Regions from separate parts of the Mus musculus genome. Here region 2 is linked to region 1. Evidence: chromatin contacts called from public HiChIP or PLAC-seq data. All regions are on one chromosome and are shown on one strand. Each heading gives the region's core, a stretch centred on a gene start, on an enhancer-like site or on the middle of the called end of the contact. The rest is flanking DNA. Distances are from core to core; before and after follow the strand shown.

Evidence for each region. HiChIP or PLAC-seq counts read pairs in DNA pulled down with a chosen protein or histone mark.
Region 2: a contact with region 1 is called in an H3K27ac HiChIP or PLAC-seq map of microglia, with 5 times the contacts expected there. The contact joins two enhancer-like sites. A contact is called at or near these places in 1 of 15 datasets of contacts at CTCF or cohesin (the NIH/3T3 cell line), 3 of 115 datasets of contacts at active chromatin or transcription factors (embryonic stem cells, forebrain and microglia) and 3 of 9 other capture datasets (adipose tissue, liver and pancreatic islet).

Annotation. Positions count from the first base shown.
Region 1 is chr16:4,403,253-4,408,281 of GRCm38.p6, forward strand. The region is part of intron 2 of Adcy9 (adenylate cyclase 9); the gene reads right to left. Among named protein-coding and RNA genes, the nearest start is that of Adcy9, 15 kb to the right of the region's middle. Within about 2 kb of position 2,254, at least 58 of the 459 cell types and tissues checked have an H3K27ac peak or open chromatin away from gene starts, as enhancers often do. A contact at or near this core is called in adipose tissue and microglia, where this site is marked.
Region 2 is chr16:4,498,093-4,503,121 of GRCm38.p6, forward strand. The region is part of intron 1 of Srl (sarcalumenin); the gene reads right to left. Among named protein-coding and RNA genes, the nearest start is that of Srl, 22 kb to the right of the region's middle. Within about 2 kb of position 2,824, at least 53 of the 459 cell types and tissues checked have an H3K27ac peak or open chromatin away from gene starts, as enhancers often do. A contact at or near this core is called in adipose tissue and microglia, where this site is marked.

The sequences.
Region 1 (5,029 bases), core at 1,004-3,503:
TGTCTTGGGACAGGGTCTCAAGAAGCGCAGGCTGACCCTGAATTCCCTGTGTAGCCAAGGGTGATCCTGATCTCCTGATCTTCCTTCCTCTATCTCCAGAGTGCTAGGATTACAGGCCAGAACCAGCAAGCCTAGCTCACATCCCAAGTCCTGATCAAACTGTCCCAGCAGGATTAACGTGCTTCAATATTTTCTGTTTTGTTTTTATGGAACAAAGTAAAAGCCAGAGCAAACTTGCTACAGGGAAACATACTAACAGTTATGTAAGAGTTGACAGCAAGAGACAGATCAAAAAGATTAATTTTCAAAATGTAAGGGATGGAAAAACAGAGCAATCTTCATTTGCTTAAAGAAAAAAAACTATTTTAAAAGGAAATTTCTATATTAGTGAAGGCGGAATAACAAGGAGTAAAAATGACCGAGTCATCAGGAAAAATCACATTTTATTTGGCATATTTCACTTTTATGAAACTGTTTCATACACTGCAAAAATACAGAACCAGATGTTTACATTGGTTAAAACAGGGAAATGGCTGCTGGGCAGGCATGGAAGGTGGCTTGTGCCAGAAATCCCAACACTGCGAGGTTGAGGCAGGAAGCTTGCTAAGAATTCAAGGCCAACCTGAGCTACAAAGTGAGACCCTGTCTCCAAAATGAATAAAGAAAAAGGATTTCTTTTTTTTTTCTGATTGACTACTGGATGAAATCTTCAGCTCTTCAGAGAACTCAGGCATCCAGAGAGACTTACTATAATTGGTACTTACATCTACAAAGTATCAGATGAGAGCGGTTTCATACTCGACCGCATCCTTCCCCTATAACCCTCCAGTAAGGAACTGGCTGGAAGAAAGGGAAAAGCCCCCAAGAACTTAATGTTTAATCAACCTGGAATAAGCCTAGAAGAGAGAATGACTATTTAAAAAAATAACTTAACTGGTTATAAAATATGTACATCAAATTATAATCTAGTCCTAATTCTCACTTAACCTCCTCTTTCAGAAAAAACTCAAACAATGGCAAAAATAAAAGGGCTAATTCTCATACATGGTACATTATTAATCAATAAAGGTTCCTATCACTCACCTTATTCTAATCAGCTTGGGTGTTTAAAAAAAAAAACCTGTTCCATCGACTGACAGATGGACAAAGAAAATGATGTCTGCCCTTACACTGATGAGTTCCTGCTGCAAGGTCCAGAGCTCAGGAACACCAGAGAGCAGAGAGCAGCAGAGTGTTTGCCTAGCACATGTAGGCTCTTAGTTTTGATCTCCAGCACGTGGGGCAGGGGCACATGATATCTAGCAAAAGATGCCATTCATCAAAGGGCCCATGATTCTGTTTGAATGAAAAGTCTGCAGGTTCTGCATCATCACCAACAGCTGGGAGGGAAGTTTGGGGAGAACAGGAAGTGACAGCTAATTAATAAGCATTCCAAAAATTGATTGTGGAGATGCTCACACAGCTCTTAAAAAGTCAGATGGTTCAATGGGTAAACTCCGTGTAGCCAAGGCTGGCAATCTAAGTTCAATTCCCAGGATCCACATGGTAGAAGGAGAGAAGAGAAGACTCACACACGTTACCCTCTGACCTTTGTACGCATGCTTTGGTACACATGTACCCATATACATACACACAAATAAATAAGTACATATTGAGAAACATTTACTGAATGCTTTATATAAGCAAGTTGCATGGCATGAAAATTGTTTCTAAAAAAAACTTTGATATGAAAAAGTAAATCAAAGAAAAGTTCAAATGTATCAGCCAAGGGACACTTGCTGAACCTCAGCCAAAGCTGTGGAAGAGACAGAAACCTTACTTCAGGGCAGGGCTTCTCCAGGAGAAGCATCTGAAACTCAACTGCTATAAATAAAGTCGCAGCATGCGCAGAGCTGGGAAGGCAAACGGTTCTACTTGAGCTCACACAGCAGAGGAACCAAGCTGACATCTTAGAACCCGCAGCTCTTAAAGCACTCATGATAAAAATTTCTCTCCTGAGCCAGAAAGAACATTGTGCTAAGTTATTCCAGCTGAGAAATTCTCTGGGAAATGTGTGTAAAAGACAAGGAAACACCCCTGAAATATCTTGTTTGCATGGCAATCCTAAGTTTCTAACCCTTGCAAACAGACAGGAACACCGTCAGTCACTTTGGATGTCTGCGTGACTCTGGCTGGCAGGCTCACTACCTGGACCTCTGTGGAGTTCAAGTTTGACCACAGGTCATGGGACAAAGGTACTATTCAATGACAACACTGTATTTCAAAACCAAATAGAGCACTTCCCTCTTGCTACTTTATTTCACTAGCTTTGCAAACCACAGAGTGTTACATTCCCTGCCAGGAGCGCCCTTGCTATTCCTTAGAAAGGATAAGGAATGCACTGGAGAAAGGCAAGGTTCAAACCACTATAAACAAAGCAGAGGGTGGTGCCCAAAGGCAAGCTCAAGGCTCTCGGTTCACTCCTAGAACATTCTCCCCACTGTGTGAGGGGGAGGGGAGGGGACTGGGGATCAAATGTTTTATATCAGTGATTGAAGTGAAGCAAAATGTACAGAGAAAATAAAAAATCTTTATAATATTCGGAGCTCCAATATACCTGGGGACTCCTAGGAAGACCACCAAGTCTCTGAGTTACTATACGTGACAACCAAACTGGGGGATAAAGGCAGGAGAAACAAGTACCTTATGAGTGGCACACTTGGTAACAAACTTATTAGTCTAATATTTGCTCAGTTCTACTAAAGAAAAACGTGGCAACACCATGAAATTCATTTTATTGACAACTAATCTTCTGTTCTCTTTCTGACATAATTAATGTTCAGGTTCATGTCCAGGCTAAGGAACACCCATGGGAAGGTGGATATGACCAGGACAACATGGGGAACCCCTGTGCTCCTAAGGCAAGGTGGGTGGCAAGGTGGGGAATCTCCAGAAGCCCCCAGGCAGCACCATCAAAGAGATTCTGTCTGAAACAAAGACCAACACCCAAGACTGCCCCTTGATCTTCATAAGCACTCACCATACACCACCCTACTTACCCCTCCCCCACCACACATACACACACACACACACACACACACACACACACACACACACACACACGCACGCACGCACGCACGCACAGAGAGAGACAGACCAAAAAGAAACACATCCTTTAAACAATTGTATTCATTTCTCAGTTCCCCCAAGCTATTTCAAAAACAGTTCTCAAACTTTCAAAGTGAAGTGGGGTCCTCATGGGATATTCTTGTTTTGTATAACAAATGTGATCCCGAAAACCCATGTGTAAATTTATACTTCTAGAATTCAACCTTACTTATGTTTAAAGGAAGCAAAGAACCCTCTATGAAGTTAAGAATCTTAAACATACCCCATAATTTAGTGGTTCTGTAAATCTGAATTTCCCTATGCTAAATTTGTCTAAATGAGGGTTCTTAGTTTAAATCAATGGACAAAGGGGAAACCACTTCTCCGAATTAAGGAAAGTACTATTTTCCAATCCTGAGAGAATCTCAGCTATTCCTAGAGGACAGTGGGGACCTTAAAGCTCAGCCACTTCAGAGTTTATATTTTATAAACAAGAGAAATCTGAAAGTCAGCAAGGCTAAGCAGGAGTGGGGAGAACTCTGCCAAATGTGCTGACCTTGGGGGCGGAGAGAGCATCTTAAGATGGAAAGCTGCTCTGCAAGAGCGAAGCCATCTCACAACTGTGATAATTCTGTAACAGCGCTCCCCTGTCAGACACAGCCCCCACCCCAACTATCAAGCAGTGCCCTGACATGACAAAAAGGAACACAGATGACCTTAGACACTTCTGGAGATAAGAACTCAGTCACAAAGAGTCACAAAATACAGTGCCACCTGCACTTTCAAGTAGTCACACTTAATAATGTAAAGTTAACTGGATCACTCATAAACAACATTTACTTAAATCAGAGCTTTTGTGATACAATGTTATTTTAAAATCTGTATACAAAAAAATATATCAGATGACTATAGGTTTTCTTCCTCTCTAGATCACATTTTAAAAAAAAGTAAGCTACTATTTCTCAAATAAATCAAATATGAAAACAAATGACTGAAAAGCTGATTTCTGTATAGCATTTTTTCCTGCTTTGGAAGGAAAAAGCAACTGAACAGAATTTAACAACATTACATTAAAATCCTGGAAATTATGTAAAACAAATAACCTGAAGCTTTGTTCCCCCAAGGGGGGGGGGGGATAAGTGAGTGTATAATGATGGGTTTATGTACATAAATGACAAAGAGTTACCACAAGTACAAAATTACTCAAGATAAATATACTTCTTGAGACGTCTATGTAAAGCTTGCAGCTCGCCTGAATAAATGAAGTCAGTTCACCTTTTCCATACCCCTAGTCCTGTGCTTTCCTACCACAGCCCAAGCTGCTCTCCTTGCCTTCCAGCCACAGGAACACAGCAGGCCAGAGGCTGTCAGCTCAAGTTCACATCCTCAGGCCCAGTGTCCTGACTGGCTCTCCTCCATTGCCCATTCTAGTTCCTGCCAAAGCCCCCTCTGTGTTAAAGACTTAGCTCAGTAATGGATACTGTTCCATGCCAGACTATATCCCAAACACCTACACAAAACAAACTGGAAGGGCAGAGAAGGCCACAGGGCTTTGCTAGGAATGGCTAGGGAGTTCACTGAGCAGAGGCTGCAGGTGGGCTACTGTTTGCTTTGGTTTGGTTTTGGTTCTTTTGTAGTGAGGCCTGAATGCAGGTCCTCTAAGTCTTGCTAAGCACTCTACAGTGTCCACAATGTAGAGTGTACAAAGCTGTAGTAGTATTTTCTCCACTAGATAGGAGCAAGGACTAGTACCTAAGGCTGCCCTGCAATACACACACACACACACACACACACACACACACACACACACACTCAGAACACACATTCTCTCTCTCCCTCCCTCCCTCCCCCCACACACACTCAGATACTCAGACACAAACACTAGCATGCTCACACAGAGAGAGAAAAAAAATTAAGCTTGTTTTTTTAAACAATTATTTTC
Region 2 (5,029 bases), core at 1,574-4,073, 95 kb after region 1:
CCTGAGGAGATATTCCAAGATAGGACAAAGGCGAGTGCATTCCTTTCCTTGTCGGTTCCTAGAGTCATTAACCAGCATGCTTTTTATACTACTATCAGCAAAGGAGTGAAAACAGGTGTTTGTAGGCCAGATAATCTTGGGTTACACGGCAAAGTACTCAGGGGATTACTCATGGCTCTCGGCTTTATTAAGTCACACATCTAACCCTGTCCCCTTAAGGGCAGGCATTTGCTGGCCTCCCTACCTCAGATTAAGAGGAAACAGGGCCTGAGGAGGAGACATCCAAAATGGGCAGGGCCTGGGCTTCCCAGTGGCCTCAGCCAACCCCTTCTGAAGGGGATCCCCTTCTAAGGTCCTGCAACTGTACCCACAGAGCAGAGGGCACAGGGACAACAGAGCAAACAGGGGCCCAGTCTATGCCAGACACTGCCACCAAGGGTCAAGTTGGGTGTTTTTGGAAAGGGATGTGAAGCAAAGTTTGGGCCTAGCCCTTCTGATCTTCTCTCCCAAACTGGGATGTGCCTAAAGAGGAGGCCTGTGGGAGAAACTGCAACCCCATGGGAAGGGGTGGGATATAGACTCCCCACTTCAGTGTGACTAAGACTTCTCCACCCCTGTGCTGGAAAAGGACACCCTCTCTTAGACAAAGACTAGTGCTTGCATCGCCTCCTTCATTGAAGTAAACAGCCTTCATCTCCAGGTACCTGAGCCCTTACCAGTTCTCAGAGGCAGGGGCAGTCTCCAGCCTTCGGGAATGAGCGTTTTCTCACTAGTTCCCATGACTAGTCAACTGTGCCAGCTCCTGAAGGACCAGAAGCTCCTAAAGAGGAGCCCTATATACAAATGTATAAAACTTTACCCCAAGCACACCAGTATTTCTGAGCTCGCTCATCTTGTCTGGAAGATTCTAGACCTAAATTGGTGATGGTCTTTGCTTTGCCACAGACACATGGCCACCATGTGATTAGAACACAGCGCTGCCAACTCCTGGTCCATGATGTATTCAGGGGGCACAGGAACCTTCTGATGGCAATCCCAGCCCCTGACTGCACTTATCCCCTTTCCAGGATTATATACCTCGCTCGTGGGTAGCAGAATCAATGTTTTAATTGTGTGTTTCCAGTGCGTATGACCCTTGGATGCCCTACAGAAAGTTCTAGGAGTCTGCATTTACATGTAGGTACCAGTAAGAATTCCTGGTCCCTTGGTCACAGCAGGGGGAGCTAAATATTACTTGCCCCAATTCCTTCTCCTGCATTTCTAACTCCCTAGTCCCTGAGAAGAATCTGGGCAGGAATTTGGTTTAACCTAAGGAAACTGACAATCCTCTGGGCAACAAGATGTATAAATATAGCTGAGAAACAGTCACATAATTATTTACCATGCCAGGCAATAGGAAACATGTCAGTCTCGCTTAAGACTTAGAGTTACTTGCTTCTGAAAAACAATTACTTATGTCTCTTTCATAGGTGAGAAGACTTATATGCTGGGCCCTACCAGTGTCACATAGCTAGTAACAGACTGAGGGCCTTTGGAAAGGACATTGCCTGACCTCTGAGCAGGGTTATCACTACTCAAATTGTGGCCCAGAAACCAGCTTCTTCCTCAGCATTGCCTCAGAGTTCTCTGGAGACAGAGTTCTCAGGCGCCAGCCAGGACACAAGGATCCGTACAGATAACTCTGGATCAGGAGGCCCTGGTCTCCACCACTTCCTCTCCATTCCCTATGGTTCTCAACACATGGAACCACCTTGTTCTTCACTCTTGGTTCCTCTCCTTCACATGTAAATTATCCAGGGTGCAGCCCCAGCAACAACAAAAAATATCTTCAGTAATGCCAGCACACAAAATTACAAACCACCGCAGCTCAAAGAAAAATAATTTTGACCCCAAGGCTTCTGCTCCCAGCCCCTCTATATTGAGCGGATCCCCACTAGGAGCTCCCAACTTGGGGTAGGCCTCTGAAACCTGGCATCTTTCCTTGGAACAGCGGTAGTTACTAGTTGTCTCTCTGATGAGTCTAACCCTTTCCACAGGCTCCTGTTGCTCTATGATGATGAAGAAGGTGATGACGGTGACAGTGGTGGTGGTGGTGGTGGTGGCTATAGTGATGACACCGAGGTAAATAGATTCTAGGACTGGCTTCTTCTTATATTTCAGAGAAACTCTGACTCCAGTGAGAGTGGCATCATCCAAAAGAGCATGAGAAGCCAGATGTTGTGGAGTTACCTGAGGCCTTCAGACTGCTGTGTTTCCACTTTTAGATACCTTGATATCTCCCATATTTGGTTTTTACCTTAGAGCCAACCTGCTCCTGAATGTCTGCTAAACAGTTTGGAATGAGAGGCTGATGCCCCCATGACCTTCCTTCTCAGGCTAAAACTAACTGCTCTGGCAGAAAGACTTTCAATGAAGCCAGCTGTCCTGTTGGGGCTCCCGCGTCTCACACTCAGGAAGCACTGGACCCGAGTCTGTTGGGGGAGCACATCTGGTGCTCAGTTCCTTGAGACCCAAGGCCGGTGTCCTTCCTTTTCTCCCTCCCTGGCTTCTTGCCAGAGTCCCTGTTGGTGCCCAAGGGGAGAGGGATGAGGGGACACAGAGGACCCCAGGTGGGCTGAGTGGAAAGCGTGTGATTCCCTCTAGGATGTGAAGTCTCACACTGTATGAACCCCTGCCAGCACAGCCACCTCAGCTCTGCCAGGCCTGAGCACTGACGTCAAGGCACATGAATAGCCTCCAGCTCATCCCCCAGAGGCCCATGGGAGGACTAAGCACCTGATGTGCTGGGCCCCAGCTCACTCACACTCAGGCACAGCCTGGCATAAGCATTACTACCTCTTTCTGGGCACCGCCCCCCCAATCAACCCTCTTGAGGAATCTAAGCTTTTTGCTGCTTTACCAACCCTCACGCCATCAGTTGCTCCCACATACTGCTGGGCTTCTCTTCCCCCCCCCCCCAGAGGCACCCTCACTTTACTTCCTCTACCCCTCCTTTGTCCCACAGCGCCTTCTGTGGACTTGAAGAACTGTTGAGTTTCCAAGGGCCTTATGAACCCAACTGGAAAGGGAGGGACTTAAGGGCTGGCCAGAGGACAAGGTCAGGCCGGGACAGAGCCCTGGTCTGTGGCCTTCAGTCTAGTGTTCCCACTGAATCTCCGAGGTTTACCTGCTTGGGTTCCAGGAAGTAGCTAAGAGTAGAAGGAGATGAAATAGCCTAGAGATGAGGCCTCCTTCATGTTCCTTGCCTCCCTCAAATGTTTATAGACTGGGGAGGAAAGAAGAAGAGCAGCAATCAGAGCTCTTCCTTTCTGTTCTGGGTAGCAGTCCTTCACTTGTCTGATCCATGGGTGCAAAGTTCTGAGAGAGATCCTGTCTGGCCCTCATGGTTCTGAGAGAGCTGGGGGTCCTCACAGCCCTCTCAGGTAGAAAAGGCAAGGTTTATCAATCTCTCTTGAAAGGAGGAGGCAGACACAGGAAATATAAGATATCTGTTTCATAAGCCACCCATGCAGCCTTCTTCCTGAGAATGCTGTGACCACACCTGCAAAGCTTTTCAAGCACTGAATCCAGGCTCTAGGGTTGGGCCCATAGATAGCTGTGTTTTATAAGACAATTCTACATAACACCAAGGCCTGAGACCCTCAATGTTAAATCCTCCTTTTGACCATGACTCATATACACATATGCAAATGAGCCATCAATAGTAATAAAGATGCCAAGGGAAAAGTCTTTCCTGGTTCTACACTTTATCAGGACGTGCTGGCCTTGGAGCATACAGGAGTTCCAAGTCCCACCAGCTGTCCTTGGCTCACATGTCAGCTTCTCATGGGTTGTAAATCCAAAGTGACCAGGGAAACATTAGAACCCACGATGCTGATGCTGTCCTCTTTCTTTCTATCTTCTGTCTCACACCCTCTGCCTTCCACTGACCCGTCTTCCACATCTTGTCTCTGGACACTGCTGGGCTGGACAGACACAGACCAGCAGCCTCTTCTCCTGCCTTCATCAATGTATTCATTTTACTTATTTGTTTATTTATTCTACATTATTCTACAGAGTGACTGTTCACCATTCCAGGTAAAGACTTTATCAAACAATGTGGCTGCCAGCTGATGCCATTTAGGGTTTCAACAGAGAAGTTTCTGCCAGAGGAAGGTTGTCCACATCCTCCCAGGACCCAGAACCAGTCTCTAGCCATCCTTTGGCCTTTAACCCTTCCTCCAGACAAAGGAGACGAGGTCTAGTAGAAGAGGCAGTGGTGGTTTTCTTTGGCTTCCTGGCCAAGTCTCTAAAGTCAAGGCTAATCCCACCAATATGGCTCATCCCAGGCAGTACTCTGGTCCCTCAATGATTTGGTGAAGGAACGGGACACAGCAGCAAAGGCAGCTATTACAGAGAATCATCTGAGTGACCAACTACTTATCTAACTTCACTAAGCAAAACTCTAAAAAGCACCTGCCTTGAGGCCACAGGAGTCATTGGCTTCTAGAACCCAGCTCCCTGCAGTGTCTAAATTGTCCCTGTCCAAGCCAAATCTTCACTCCTACCTCCACTTAGCCAATGACAGAGCTATGTTTGGCTTAAAACTTCTGCTGCTGCTGCTGCTGCTGCTCATTCTACTTCCTCCTCTTCCTCCTCCTCCTCTCCCTCTCTTCCTCCCCCCCCCCTTTTTTTTTAATTTTTACTTTTTGAGACAGGCTTTTTCTGTGTAGTTGTGGCTGTTCTGGAACTCATTTTGTAGACCAGACTGGTTCAAACTCAGAGATCCACCACCTCTGCCTCAGAACAAGGAATTCTTAGCCCACCTACATCTTCTCCCTTTGAAAAAGATCAAAGACTTCAACACACTTGCTTTTTACCTATAAAGTACACAGAACTGACATAATAATTTTGTTTTCCACCTCATACCTAGTTCCTATGAATATCTGGTTTGAGAGATATACAGAGAAATTGCTATAAATCCTCTAACCATTGGCAGATATGTAGGGCTTGTGGTAGATGCCAGGGGGATTCATAATGTAAATGATGT